Regions from separate parts of the Sus scrofa genome. Here all the other regions are linked to region 4. The links are chromatin contacts, called in public Hi-C and promoter capture Hi-C maps. All regions are on one chromosome and are shown on one strand. Each heading gives the region's core, a stretch centred on a gene start, on an enhancer-like site or on the middle of the called end of the contact. The rest is flanking DNA. Distances are from core to core; before and after follow the strand shown.

Evidence for each region. Promoter capture Hi-C pulls out the DNA fragments that hold promoters and counts their contacts. Hi-C and Micro-C count contacts between places; a contact is called where the count stands out from the background.
Region 1: a promoter capture Hi-C map of fetal skeletal muscle shows a contact between it and region 4, with 5 times the contacts expected there. The contact joins the promoter of GFER here to the promoter of TRAF7 in region 4. A contact is called at or near these places in 3 of 5 promoter capture datasets (fetal liver, fetal skeletal muscle and skeletal muscle), 3 of 47 Hi-C or Micro-C datasets (epiblast stem cells, liver and skeletal muscle) and 2 of 2 datasets of contacts at active chromatin or transcription factors (alveolar macrophages and skeletal muscle).
Region 2: a Hi-C map of liver shows a contact between it and region 4, with 3 times the contacts expected there. The contact joins the promoter of NDUFB10 here to the promoter of TRAF7 in region 4. A contact is called at or near these places in 1 of 5 promoter capture datasets (liver), 7 of 47 Hi-C or Micro-C datasets (blood, embryonic fibroblasts, heart right ventricle and 4 more) and 2 of 2 datasets of contacts at active chromatin or transcription factors (alveolar macrophages and skeletal muscle).
Region 3: a contact with region 4 is called in a Hi-C map of liver, with 9 times the contacts expected there. The contact joins the promoter of ZNF598 here to the promoter of TRAF7 in region 4. A contact is called at or near these places in 3 of 5 promoter capture datasets (fetal liver, liver and skeletal muscle), 13 of 47 Hi-C or Micro-C datasets (alveolar macrophages, embryonic fibroblasts, epiblast stem cells and 8 more) and 2 of 2 datasets of contacts at active chromatin or transcription factors (alveolar macrophages and skeletal muscle).

What each region holds. Positions count from the first base shown.
Region 1 is chr3:39,982,641-39,985,712 of Sscrofa11.1, forward strand. It overlaps GFER (FAD-linked sulfhydryl oxidase ALR), which reads right to left and starts at 1,811. Exons shown (of 3, transcript XM_003124726.4): 1 at 1,415-1,811; 2 at 853-1,049. The coding sequence starts at 1,672.
Region 2 is chr3:40,004,308-40,007,050 of Sscrofa11.1, forward strand. NDUFB10 (NADH dehydrogenase [ubiquinone] 1 beta subcomplex subunit 10) reads right to left here and starts at 1,343. Exons shown (of 4, transcript XM_021086798.1): 1 at 1,072-1,343. The coding sequence starts at 1,219. It overlaps RPL3L (60S ribosomal protein L3-like), which reads left to right and starts at 600. Exons shown (of 9, transcript XM_021086793.1): 1 at 600-931. The coding sequence starts at 881.
Region 3 is chr3:39,961,415-39,964,509 of Sscrofa11.1, forward strand. It overlaps ZNF598 (E3 ubiquitin-protein ligase ZNF598), which reads left to right and starts at 1,482. Exons shown (of 12, transcript XM_013987818.2): 1 at 1,482-1,754. The coding sequence starts at 1,530.
Region 4 is chr3:39,826,908-39,829,823 of Sscrofa11.1, forward strand. It overlaps TRAF7 (E3 ubiquitin-protein ligase TRAF7), which reads right to left and starts at 1,543. Exons shown (of 21, transcript XM_003124733.4): 1 at 1,348-1,543.

The sequences.
Region 1 (3,072 bases), core at 561-3,060, 160 kb after region 4:
GTGTGTGGGAGCACGCGGAGGATGGGGGCAGGCAGTGCCCCCACTGTGCCCACCCCCCAGCTCCTTGCCTGCCCAATTCAGGGAGGAGAGCTGGCACCTTTGCCGGGGGGAGGCTACACCAGGAGTGCCCCTGCAGCAGCAAGACCTGCCAGACACCTGGGCCTGCTCAAACCCTCACCCGCGGAGCTCAGCAAACTCAAAGAAGCACCCTGGGCCAGACATTAAGGCACAGACCTCGACTTCATGGCCTCAAAACAATCAGGAAGCCTCACACCCTTGCGTCCTTGGCCCCAGGCAGTGTACAGAAGGGATGGAACCTGCACAAAGGCATAACTGAACACCAGATCTGCTTCTTAGCACCCACGGCCCTGCTGCCTCAGCTCAGTAAGAGACTTTGTTCTAACTGCCCAGGCTTCAAACAGCAAGGGCTGCCCTGCCCCTCAAATCCAGCCCAGCCTATGGGTGCCACACCACAGTTCTTGGGCTCCGCAATGGAGAAAAGGGGGCTCTCGGGAGCAAAAGCAGTGAGTTCCCAAGGTCTTGAAATTGGCAGTCCTGCTCCAGCAGGTAGCAAAGCGGCGCCCTCCACACCTGCCAGAGCCTCCAGCAGTGCTAAGCAAGGCATCTCAGGAGGGAAGTGCTCCCCAGAGTTCTGGGGCGGAAGAAGCCCCAGGCAGCTTGGCCCTCGAGGAGAAAGGAGATGATCCAAGATCCCTCATCTGCTGCTGGCCCCTGCTCTCGGCAACCCTCTCCCACCTCTGCCTTTATTTCTCTAGGCTTCCCTTTATGACATCAGCCAGGCCCAGGCTCCCGGCGGGACTGGCTGCGGTACCCAGGACTCACACAACTTACCTCCTCCTTATGTCTTCAGCACACTCCTCGCATGGGTAAAACTTGGAAAATAAATTTACCAACTGAGCCATATCTTGCTGCTGTTCTGGGGTGGGCAGGTCGGGGTAGTAAGCAGCCAGGGTGTGGAGTACAGCCCAGCTGTGGCGGCCGAGTTCCTCGCGATCTGGAGGACAATCTTCCCTAAACTTGCTGTCCCGCTGTGGAAGGAGGCCGACCAAGGGTTAGCTCCGTTCCCCCGCCGGAAACCTACAAAGCTCCATTTTTTCTGCCCTAGCCGGAGGCCTACTGTCTGTCCTAAGTCCTAAGGAGGCTGGTCCGGCCAACAAGTGGCTAAGGGCCGAAAGGCCCGGCCTCCCTTAAGGGCTAGGCTTTGGGACAGCCACCCCTCAACCCCGGGGAAGGGGGCAAAGTCTTAGGGCCTGGAGGAGTGCTCCGCCTGGGTCTTGGGAACTCTGCCCGGGGCGCTTGACAACATGGTGTGCGGGCCGGGGCTAGGAGTCGGCAGGGCTCGCGGGCCTCTGCGGGAAGGAGGCGCCTCCCCAACCCCACGCGACATCTGCACCTTCTGCTGCGTCCGCATCCACGACTTGAAGTCCACGCAGGCCCGGCAGGGCCGCCTCCGGGAGGCGTCCTCGGCGACCTGAGAATCCGAGGCCGGGGCTTGGGAGGGCATCCCGGCTGAAGCGGCGGCATCTCTCCGCCCGGCGCCCCGGCCGCGCGCGTCCGTCACCAGGTCATCCACCACCTCGGAGCGCGCGCCGCCGGGCAGGAAGGAGAAGAGGTTCCCGCCAAAGCGGCCCCGCTCGCCGGGGGCCGCCATGTTACCCGCGCAATGCCTGCCGGGCCAGCTCGGTCTCCAGATGGGCTTCCAAGTCGGTCTCCAGGCCAGGGCGCGCGCCGCCGCCAGGGCGCGGCCGCAGGAGCCGGGAGCCCGGGCCGCGGGCGCGGGCGCGGGCGCGGGCGCGGGCGCGGGGCCTGAGCTGGGGCCGGGGGCGGGGTCGGGGGCGGGGCCTGGGCCGGTGTCCGGCGTGGAGGCGGAGCCGGGGGCCGCGGCCCGCGACCCGGAAGAAGCAGAGCTGGAGTCGGCGGCCCGGGCCCGCGTGTGTGCGGGGTTGGAGATCCTAGTCCTGGCCGCAGCCCTGGGCCTCGTTCCGCGGCCCGAGCCCGACTTGCGTCCTCCGTGGCGGCGCTCCCGCTTCCTCCAGTAGAAGACCAGCGTGTTGTGGAAGCGGCGCGGCCGTGCCGTAGCCTCTGGCTGCGGCTGAGGCGACGTCCGTTTCGTGGCCCGCGATGCCCCCATCGCTCCGCTCTGACCGTCCCGCGTGCCCGCTGCTAGGCCCTATGCCCTCGGCTGGGGGCGTCCTGGGAGCTGGCGCTTGGTGCTGTGGCAACATGGGGCGGGGCCGTGAGCGCACAGAGGCGATGCTGCCGGGGCTGAGCCTGCGGATCCGCCCTGGCGACGGGTGCCATGGCAACGGGTGACTGGCAACCCGGGGTGAGGCGGTGCCGGCAAAGGAGGCGGTGCGTGTTTGGGCTGCGCGCACGGAGCGGACCCTCCCGCTCCCGAATCCTGTAGCCTGCCTGAAGCGGTTAAACCCACGTCGGGAGTGGCCTCAGGGATACCTGTGCTTCCAACTGTGCATTCATTCATTCCGCAAATATTTGTGTAGTGCCTCATCTGTTCAGAGCTGCTCTAGGCGCTGGGCGGTGCCGGGAGAAAGATTCGAAAGTTTCTGACCTCCCCAACCCATAATCCAGTGTGGTCAAGACGGAAACAACAAAAATCTAAAAGGTGTCACACTAATAAATGCTCGGGGGCATGAATGGGGCGAGGTAAATGCGGGAGGCCTCCTTGAGGAGGTGACGCTTAGGCGGAGGCCTGAAGAATGAGGAATCACTGAGAAGGGCAATCAAGGCCGAGGAGGATCTTTGCTTCTTGTGTGGGTGGGAAGGCCAGCAGGACAGGACCTGGGTAGGGTGGTGGCAGAAGAGATCCAGCGGTGGCCAGGGGCCCAGCAGGGACCTCATCAATGGCCATGGGCGCTGGCAATTTATTCCAAGGACCCTGGGAATGTGCTGGGACATTTGGGGCCTGGTACTCTGGTGTGATCTCAGTCGCCAAGCTGCCTCTGGGGAGTGGATGTCACAGGAGCAAGTGAGGAGTACAGGCTTTGGGGGAGGATGGGGCTGCTGCAGTTGTCCAGGTGAGACGTCAGGGTA
Region 2 (2,743 bases), core at 93-2,592, 180 kb after region 4:
AGGAGGCTGGTAACTGGACGCCCCAAAAAGATTGTGTGTGTGTGTGTGTGCCCCACGCATGGGTGGGCGGGCAGACAGTTTACAAACAGTGACGTTTATCCTTTATGGAGAGCTTCTTGTAAGCCAGGATCTCACTTGTCACCACAGCAACCCTACGCGGGGCAAGTCCCTTTCATTTACAGGGAGCCACCAGCAGGAATTCCAGTCCCCGTTCTGCCACTGCTGACTTTCTAGCCTCAGATTCCCCAAAGGTAAATTAACAAGTTGGACCCAGTAAGATCGCATCCACCCAGACATGGAAAACTGTCTAAAAACCACACAAAAGAGGAAGCAATTTTCCACGGCTGGCTTCTCCATACTTGGGGGAAGGGGAGATATCCGGTTCTTCCTCCTAAAACAGAGGCACTAGAGCAGGTCATGCACCCTAAATGTTGTGTTGTTGAACGAACGAATTGATTAATTAGATGCTTGGATGAATCGCCTGGCACCAGTGACAGGGCAGAGCGTGCTTTTGCTGCTGCCCCACAGAGCTGGCTGAACCATAAACAAGACAAGAACGGTTTTAAACATTCACCTGATTTGGACCAGAGATGGGGGGATGTGGGGAGTTCTCAAGCGTGGCCACACACGGAGGACAAGTTATAGCACATCGAGGTGGAGGGGGCCTCGGCCGTCATTGAACACCTGGGCCGTTTTGCAGGCAGGCAAAGGGTTACCAGAGAACTCCTGCGGCTCAACAGCCCTCTGCTGACCGCCCATCGTGCAAAGGGCAGGATGCAAAGCGTGCGGGGAGACTGGGATCTATCAAGCCTCGAGTCGCAGATGACTTCGGTCCGCAAACAACCCCTAATATTCGAGCGAGGCCGGGGACCAGGGGTGCATGAACCGCTCTCCAGGCGGCAGAGGCCATAGAGCAGAGGGCTCTCGGCGGGTGAGTGGCTGGGCGACCCGGAAGGCGAGGCCTGGGGTGCAGTGGAGGGGTCCAGGCTGAGTGACAGCGTCCGGGGTGCGGGGGACGCCGGAAGCGGTAGGGGGCCGGGGGGAACGCCGAGACCCGGCTGGGGCTTGTACCTCTCGCGAGGGTCACGGGCCGGTCCACGAGGAGGTCGAAGATCTTCGTAAGGTAGGTGACAGGGTTGGGCAGCGAGGTCTGCGGCGCCGGCGCCGGCGTGCGGCGCGGGGGCTCAGGGTACACGTCCTTGTCCCAGCTGTCCGGCATGGCGGCGTCGCACAACGGCCTCCGTTCTCGGATGCGTTGCCTTGGCCTCTGCCTTGGTCCCGCGGCCTTGTTCGCCCGCACAAGAGGACACCGCCGGCGGCCGCGCCTGCGCAGAACGGACGGTCGACGCCCGCGAGGCACTATGGGACTTGTAGTTCTCCCAGCGGGCTCGAGGGTGGCCTCGGGAACCGCTTCGAAGCGCGAGCTCCTCCGCGTGGGACTGTGGCGCCACTACACATGCGGCAACGCGTATCGTGTGCTGGACGCTGGTCTCGGCGCTTGGGATAGAGCAGTGAAGGAAGGAGAGATCCCTGATGCAGACGCATCTGCAGATGTCAGATGCAGGAATAAGGGAACCATTCAATTTTTTTTTTTTTTTTTTGTCTTTTTGCCATTTCTTGGGCCGCTCCCGCGCATATGGAGGTTCCCAGTCGGAGCTACAGCTGCCGGCCTATGCCAGAGCCACAGCAACGTGGGATCTGAGCCTGTCTGTGACCTACACCACAGCTCACGGCAACGCAGGATCCTTAACCCACTGAGCAAGGCCAGGGATCGAACCCGCAACCTCACGGTTCCTAGTCGGATTCGTCAACCACTGAGCCACGACGGGAACTCCCCATTCAGTTTCGATGGCAGGCAGACACATGCCAAGTGCAGCAGGTTGGCGAACACAGCTAGGCTCTCCTGGAGAACTCAGGCCAGAAGAGCAAACAAATCATACAAACTACCAAACGCCCTGCTCTTCCAGGAAGCCTTCCTGGATTATCCATTCCCTACAGCCCTCTCTGGGCTTCACTGTGTCTGCCACGGCCCCTCATGGACTGGCTAATGCCAGTGAGCTTGGGCGGGGGATGCTGTTTGGGGCAGCACAGGAGGCAGGGCTTGCCCTCCCCACACCCCTTCTCCCCCAACCAGGAGAAGTGACTCCTACCCTGGGTGCAGGGCACGCTGTTTGGGTTCTGATGGTTCCATCCTGCCCCTGAGTATTGTTGTGCCCCTGAGGGAGCCCCCTAACCAGGGCCCTGCTGGCTACCCTCTGGGATCTCCACACCTGACACAGTTCCTGGCTAGCACCAGGGAGGATGGGTGCTGCTTATTTCCTGCCCAGAGTCTGGGGTCATGGACATGAAGTCATCAGCTTTCCAGAATCACAGAAATCTCAAATCTTCTCATCATGAACTCTTAGAAACTGTCAGGCTCAACGAATCAGCACTGGCCTGTAGCATCCAACTGAACTGGGGACCCAGCAAGGGAAGGCTGAGTCTTTGCTGAGACCCACAGTAACCAGAAGAATATGAGAAAGCAGAATACGGTACTCAGTTAAGGGACAGCGCCAAGATGATGGCTTTCTGCTGCCACCCAACAGTGGACAGACTTGGAGCTCATGCAGCAGAAACAGAAGGCAAACGAAGGAGTTCCCGTCTCTGGGTCAGTGGAAAGGAATCTGCAGCTTGGATCTGGTGTTGCTGCGGCTACGGCTCCGATTGGACTCCTAGCCTGGGAACTTCCATACGCCACGAGTGT
Region 3 (3,095 bases), core at 232-2,731, 130 kb after region 4:
TAGCTGCTTCTCCCCTCCCCTCCTCTTTGAGCTCAGGGAAAAAGAGTCTTTGCTTCCCTTACTGTCCTTTTGCAGGGTTTTCTGAGGGTGAGATGGCACCTGCATACGGCCAATCCACCAGGCTAACTGGTTCAATGATCCCTGTTCTGCAAATGAGGAAGCTAAAGGGTCAATGAGCTGATCGATGTTGCCAGCAAATAAGTAGTAGACCTTGGGTTTGCAGCTCACGTCTGATTCTAAAGTCCAAGCTCACATCACTGTCACAACACACTGTCTCTTTTCTAGAAGCGTTCAGATCTGGACTGGCCTCTCTGAGCAGAAGGGACGTCTGAGCGTGCCTGGACCCCGAGGGTATCGAGGAGGCACCCCAAAAGCTGCATAGACCTGAAGCTCTGGAACTGACTACCATCCCCTCAGCAAACGTGCCCTGTACGTTGCTCCACATCAAGCCTCCCACCCTACTCAGCTGGGTGGGCCCAGCCATGAAGAGGACAAGTTCTCCACCTGCCTTTTGTAGCGGGACGGCATATGGAAGTTCCCAGGCTAGGGGTCTAATCAGCTGGGATGTTGCCAGAGCCACAGCAACGCCAGATCCTAGCCGCGTCTACGATCTACACCACAGCTCATGGCGATGTCAGATCCTTAACCCACTGAGCGAGGCCAGGGATCGAACCCGCAACCTCATGGGTCCTAGCTGGATTCGTTTCCACCGCGCCACGATGGGAACTCCTGAATTGCCTTTTCTGACGGGGACTGTCTTTGTGTCTGGGCGCATGCGTGTCCCAAATACGAGAGAAAGATCTGGGTTGGAGAGACATTTGGGTTCTTAATAAGGTTGCAATATTTAGCAAGTAAAAATACAACACTCCCAATGAAATTTGTTTCAGCTGAACAACGAACAACATTTTTTTTTTTTTTGTCTTTTTGTCTTTTGTTGTTGTTGTTGCTATTTCTTGGGCCGCTCCCGCGGCATATGGAGGTTCCCAGGCTAGGGGTTGAATCGGAGCTGCAGCCACCGGCCTACGCCAGAGCCACAGCAACTCAGGATCCGAGCCGCGTCTGCAACCTACACCACAGCTCACGGCAACGCCGGATCGTTAACCCACTGAGCAAAGGCAGGGACCGAACCCGCAACCTCATGGTTCCTAGTCGGATTCATTAACCACTGCGCCACGACGGGAACTCCCGAACAACATTTTAATATAAGTATGACCCATTGATATTTGGGACACACTTACACTAAAACATTCACTGCTCCGGGAGGGGAGGGTCCGAGCAAAGGGGAGCCCGATGCTTGTGGCCGGACGCCAGGGCTGCGGGCGACCTCCGAGCTGTCAGCTCCGGCTAGAGCGCCGGTGCGGGTAGCGCCGCTCTAGCCTGCACCTCGCTGATGCGGAAGTCGCGAGCGCACTTCCGCCGGGCGGGGCCGTTGCTGGGCGGGGCGGTGACGTCGCCCCGGAAGGGGTGGGCCCGCCGGGAGTCTGGCCGTGCCGCGCCGCGCCGGCCGGGAGGGGGCCGGATCCCGGACCATGGCGGCGGCGGCGGCGGGCCCCGAGGGGCGGCGCGCGGCGCTGGAGGCGGCGGCGGCGGCGGGCCCCGAGCGGGGTGGCGGGAGCTGCGTGCTGTGCTGCGGCGACCTGGAGGCCACTGCGCTGGGCCGCTGCGACCACCCGGTGTGCTACCGCTGCTCCACCAAGATGCGGGTGCTGTGCGAGCAACGCTACTGCGCCGTGTGCCGCGAGGAGCTGCGCCAGGTGGGCCGCGCCGGCAGGGCCGCGCGTCGGGGCACCGAGGCGGGCGCGGGGGCGCGACCGGGCGGGGCGGCGTGGCACCCGGCGGCCGGAAGGGGACTTTGCCTTTCTGATGTCCGGCTGCGGCCCTGGTGGCGCCGGCTTCCAAAAGAGAGGCCTGGCAGGGCCACCTGGGGCGGGGTACCGATCCTGGGGCCGACTGTGGGGGGTCTGGGGCTGGGGGGCAGGAGGTGGCCGAACTGGTTTGAAGAGGCAGATGTCCCTGGAGAGACAGAGCCTGGGGACTTCTCTTCCTGCGCTTCGGTAATTCCTGCCGGGCCACAGGAAGGGATGATCCAAGCAGACACGCCTCGACCTGCTCATCTTTGGGAGGTTATTCCTCAGGGGTCTCCGTTCCCATGGAGGCTACGGGGAAAGTGAGCACCTTCGGAGACAGTCTGTCTTGGAAGCAGAGGCTCCAACTGAGCATTTCCAGCCTAGCTGTGTCTCTGGGCCTCCTTGGGTGATGCTCAGGAGACTCCTCTGAGACTGGCGTTTTTCTTCTATTAAGTGACAGTTGCACTTAGACCGGCCCACCAGAAAGGAAAGCAGAACCACCGAGGTCTCCTCAGGGTACCTGGGGGGTGGGAGTAAAAGTGTGAGCAAGTGTTTCTCCTCTTTGCCAGTTCCAGCTGGTGGGGCTCTGCTCCAGAGTAGAGGGGAGGGAGTTTCTGACTGTCAAGACTTGGAAGCCCTGGGGAAGTGGGGGGCACCACGGAGCTCTGCTCCACAATGCCAGCTGCTAGCTGCTGGCTGCGAGTACCTAGCTGGAGCTCCTTGCTTCGCTGTGCTTTGAGATCTGTTTGCTTCCAGAGTTGTGAAATTCCCCTGGTTTCTTCATGGAAAGCTTGGGCTGGTGACATGTGCCAGGGAGTCTGACTTTCCTTTTCCTAGAAGTGATGCAGAAACGTGGTTTTTTCACTTTTGTTAACGAGACATTTATGGTCATGGAGCCAAGGAGATGCTGAAGGCCCACTGGGGGCCTATTCTTTGTGTTAGCCAAAAAAAGAAAGACCCTTGGAGATGCCGTCAGTCTACAGTCGGGTGGACAGAGACGGCCCCGGATCTGGGAGAGCTCTTGGTGCTGGAGCAGTCAGGGAAACCTTCGATCTGTGACTTAGTCAGAAGGCACGTCCCAGCTTCGCCAGAGCCTGCCTTGCTGGCCAGTCTTGGTGATGTGATGTAATCCTTGACCGGCCAGGTTTCCCAGCACCTGGAGGTTCCTTCCAGGCAGGCAGGCAGGCAGGCAGGCAGGCAGAGCAGAGTGCCAGGCCCTGGGCACTGCAGGTCTCACTCAGGAAGTGA
Region 4 (2,916 bases), core at 293-2,792:
CCCCAGAAGGAGCATCTGGCTTCCTGGAGATTATGCTGCGATAGGATGCAGGCACCTTGAGACACAGGGACTGGGGCTTCCATGGGCAAACCTGAACGCCCAGAGCAGTGCCAGTGGGGATTTGTGATGGGGGGGGGCAAGAAAGGAATGAGGAAGAGGGAGGCCACGCACTTGGCCAAGGCCCAAGCCAGGTGAGAGGGCCTACGTGTGCTTGGGGGGGGGGGCGACCGGAGAAGGGTGGGCTGACGGGCTGGGCAGCACAGGGCTCTGAGCAAGGGGCGCAGCGATGCTGAGTGGCACCCTTCCCCTCCTCCCAGGGCAGGGTGCCATCCGGCAGGACCCCAGACTCGGCCCCAGCTGATGGCCCTGGCCTGGCTCAAGACAACCAGGCCAGGTCAACAGACTTGGAGAGAGGGCCCCACCCCCCTCTTCCCAGCCTCCTCACTCTCACCGACTTCCCCACTGAAGCCAGCGGGCCTCCTCCACACACAACCAGAGGCTTCTTACTGGACTTAGACCTGATGGCCGCTCTCCTGTGCTGGATCTCCCAACAGCCTCCCTTGTCAGCACAGGACAATCCCCGTGAGGCCTCCCCGACTTCACCTCTCCCTCCTTGCTGGTGTCTGCCAAGCTTTCTCACTCTAGGCCTTTGCATCTCTTGCTCCCTTTGCTCAGCAAGCCCTTCCAGAAACTCCCCAGGCCAGACAGACTGCTCACTGCACCGCCCCCTCCCCAAGCCATTCAAGAGCCCCCCAGGACTCTCTCAACGCCAGGTTTCTTTCTTTCGCGGCACTTATCACAACCCCTCAGGACTGTCTCTGTGTATGGTCAGTCCCCCCCACTTTCTAGATCCCTGCTTCTCAAAGGGGGAATGCATGGAAATGTTTGGAGACATTTTTGGTTGTCGCATTGAGAAGGACAGGATACTGGTTTCTAGAAGGTGGCGATCAGGGACGCTGCTCAACATTCTACAAGGCACGGAAGGGAATGATGGCCACGAAGTGTCAAGAGTGGTGAGACTGAGAAACCCTGCGCTCAGAGAAACCCTAAGAGCCTAAGAGAACGAGGGTCACACTCTCCGTAGTCTCCCGGCGCCTATAACAGTGCTGGGCACCCGGCGGCGATCAGTAAAGGCAGGAAGAAGGAATGAATAAGGAGAGTATGGAGGAAGGGAGCGAGCGACGGACCAGCTGATGGACAGACAGGGAGATCCCGGCGGGCCTCAGCCCCGCCCCCCAAACGCGACCCCCCCCCCCTTCCCGGGCCCCCAACACGCCCTCTCCCCCGGCCCCACCGCGCGGCCCCAAGGCGCGAGCCCCAGACCCAGTACGCCGCGCAGACACTCACCCGCCCGTGGCCGCTCGAGAACGGCAGCACCACCCTCCCGCTTCATCGTGCCCCTCGGCCGCTGTCCGGGAAAGGGACTGGACGCTCGAGCCGGAAGCGCTCTGGCGCTGCGCCCGCCGGGATTCGTAGTTCCCTGGCTCCCGGGACCCGCGGCGGCAGCCTTACGGGAGGTTCTTAAGAAACTATGACTTCCGGCGGGCTCTGACGTCGCAGAGCCGGATTGGTGACTTCGGAATCACTCTATGTTGCAGATCGGAGTCTGATTGGTTTTGTACATCCGTCGTTCACAGTTGGGTTCAATGGCCTCTGCAAAAGGGTGGAGTTTCGGCTGTCAGGTCCAGGAGACCGCCCCCAAAAGAAATGCCAAGGCGCGATTGGTAGAGACCGGGGAGTAGAGAGCGGAGCGTATCAGCGGTGAGGAGGGCAAATACTTCCGCCCGGCTTGCCCAATCGCAGAGGTGAGGCAGTTTCTATAAAAGCTTGAGCCTCGCACCCTCGCATTCTTTCGGAATCAAGGAAGAGATCGGTGTGCTCATTCTTCCTACCTCTGTGCACCACGGTCCCGGGAGGACCTGGGCCCGAGGTGGGCCGCGGAGGTGGCCTAAACCCGCCGGCCGACCTAGCCCCCAGGTCCAGCCTCCGTCTGAGCTCCTCCGTGGCCCTCAGCATTCTATACGTTCCTGCCCCCACTTCCCAGTTCTGTCCCGAACCTCCAGCGGTACTTCTCCCTACAGGTAAGGCTGGGCTGGGCCTGCTTACTCCTTTCAGCTCTGAGCCTATGATGAATTGCTTTGACTTCTGACACCTCGTATGAAAGCTGCACGTGCAGTCTGATTATTTTTGCAAGACTGAGGCTTCAGGGTGAGCGCCCTTAAAAGACCTGGGGGTGAAAACAGGCCTTGGCAGAATTGGGTTTCGGTCTACATTTGGGCGCTGTCTGTCTTTCAGGAACATCGGTGACCTGGCAGAAGACTGCGAGGCAAATCATCCATGGGGGCCTGGTTAATAAGGTGGGAGTCCATGTCTGTCCAGAGTGCTCAGCAGTGAAGCAGAGGTGGTGAGTTGATGGGAACGCATGTGTTTCACTCTCACACCTGTTGGTGTTAGGAACGGAAACCAGACCCGGGTGAGTCAGAACAGGGCATTAATCATCGTCCAAAACAGGACGCCTGCTCCCAAGGAATAGGAGGATAGAGCTCCCTTGAGATCCTATACTTTGCTTTCGCCACTGAGGCACTCTGAGATCCAGAAACATCTGCCCTTCAGGCATATGCCATCTCACTGGCACATTTCCAGAATGAGGCTAAAACCCGGGACAACCAAAGGTGGAAAGGTGATACACCTCTATATGCCTCAGGACCTCAGGCCCTAATCACATACTGGAAGGAGGGATCCCCTCCTCCCAACTGCAGCCCCCTTGGAAAGGGCCATAACCGGTCACCTCTCCACCCCTACATTGGTCTGTGTTTCTGGACCGGAAAGCTGGATAGACCACTCCCCAGCTAAGGCGAGCTCCAGGAGAGACCAGTGGGATTCCCCACTACACCTGCGAGCCACTTGGAGACTTCC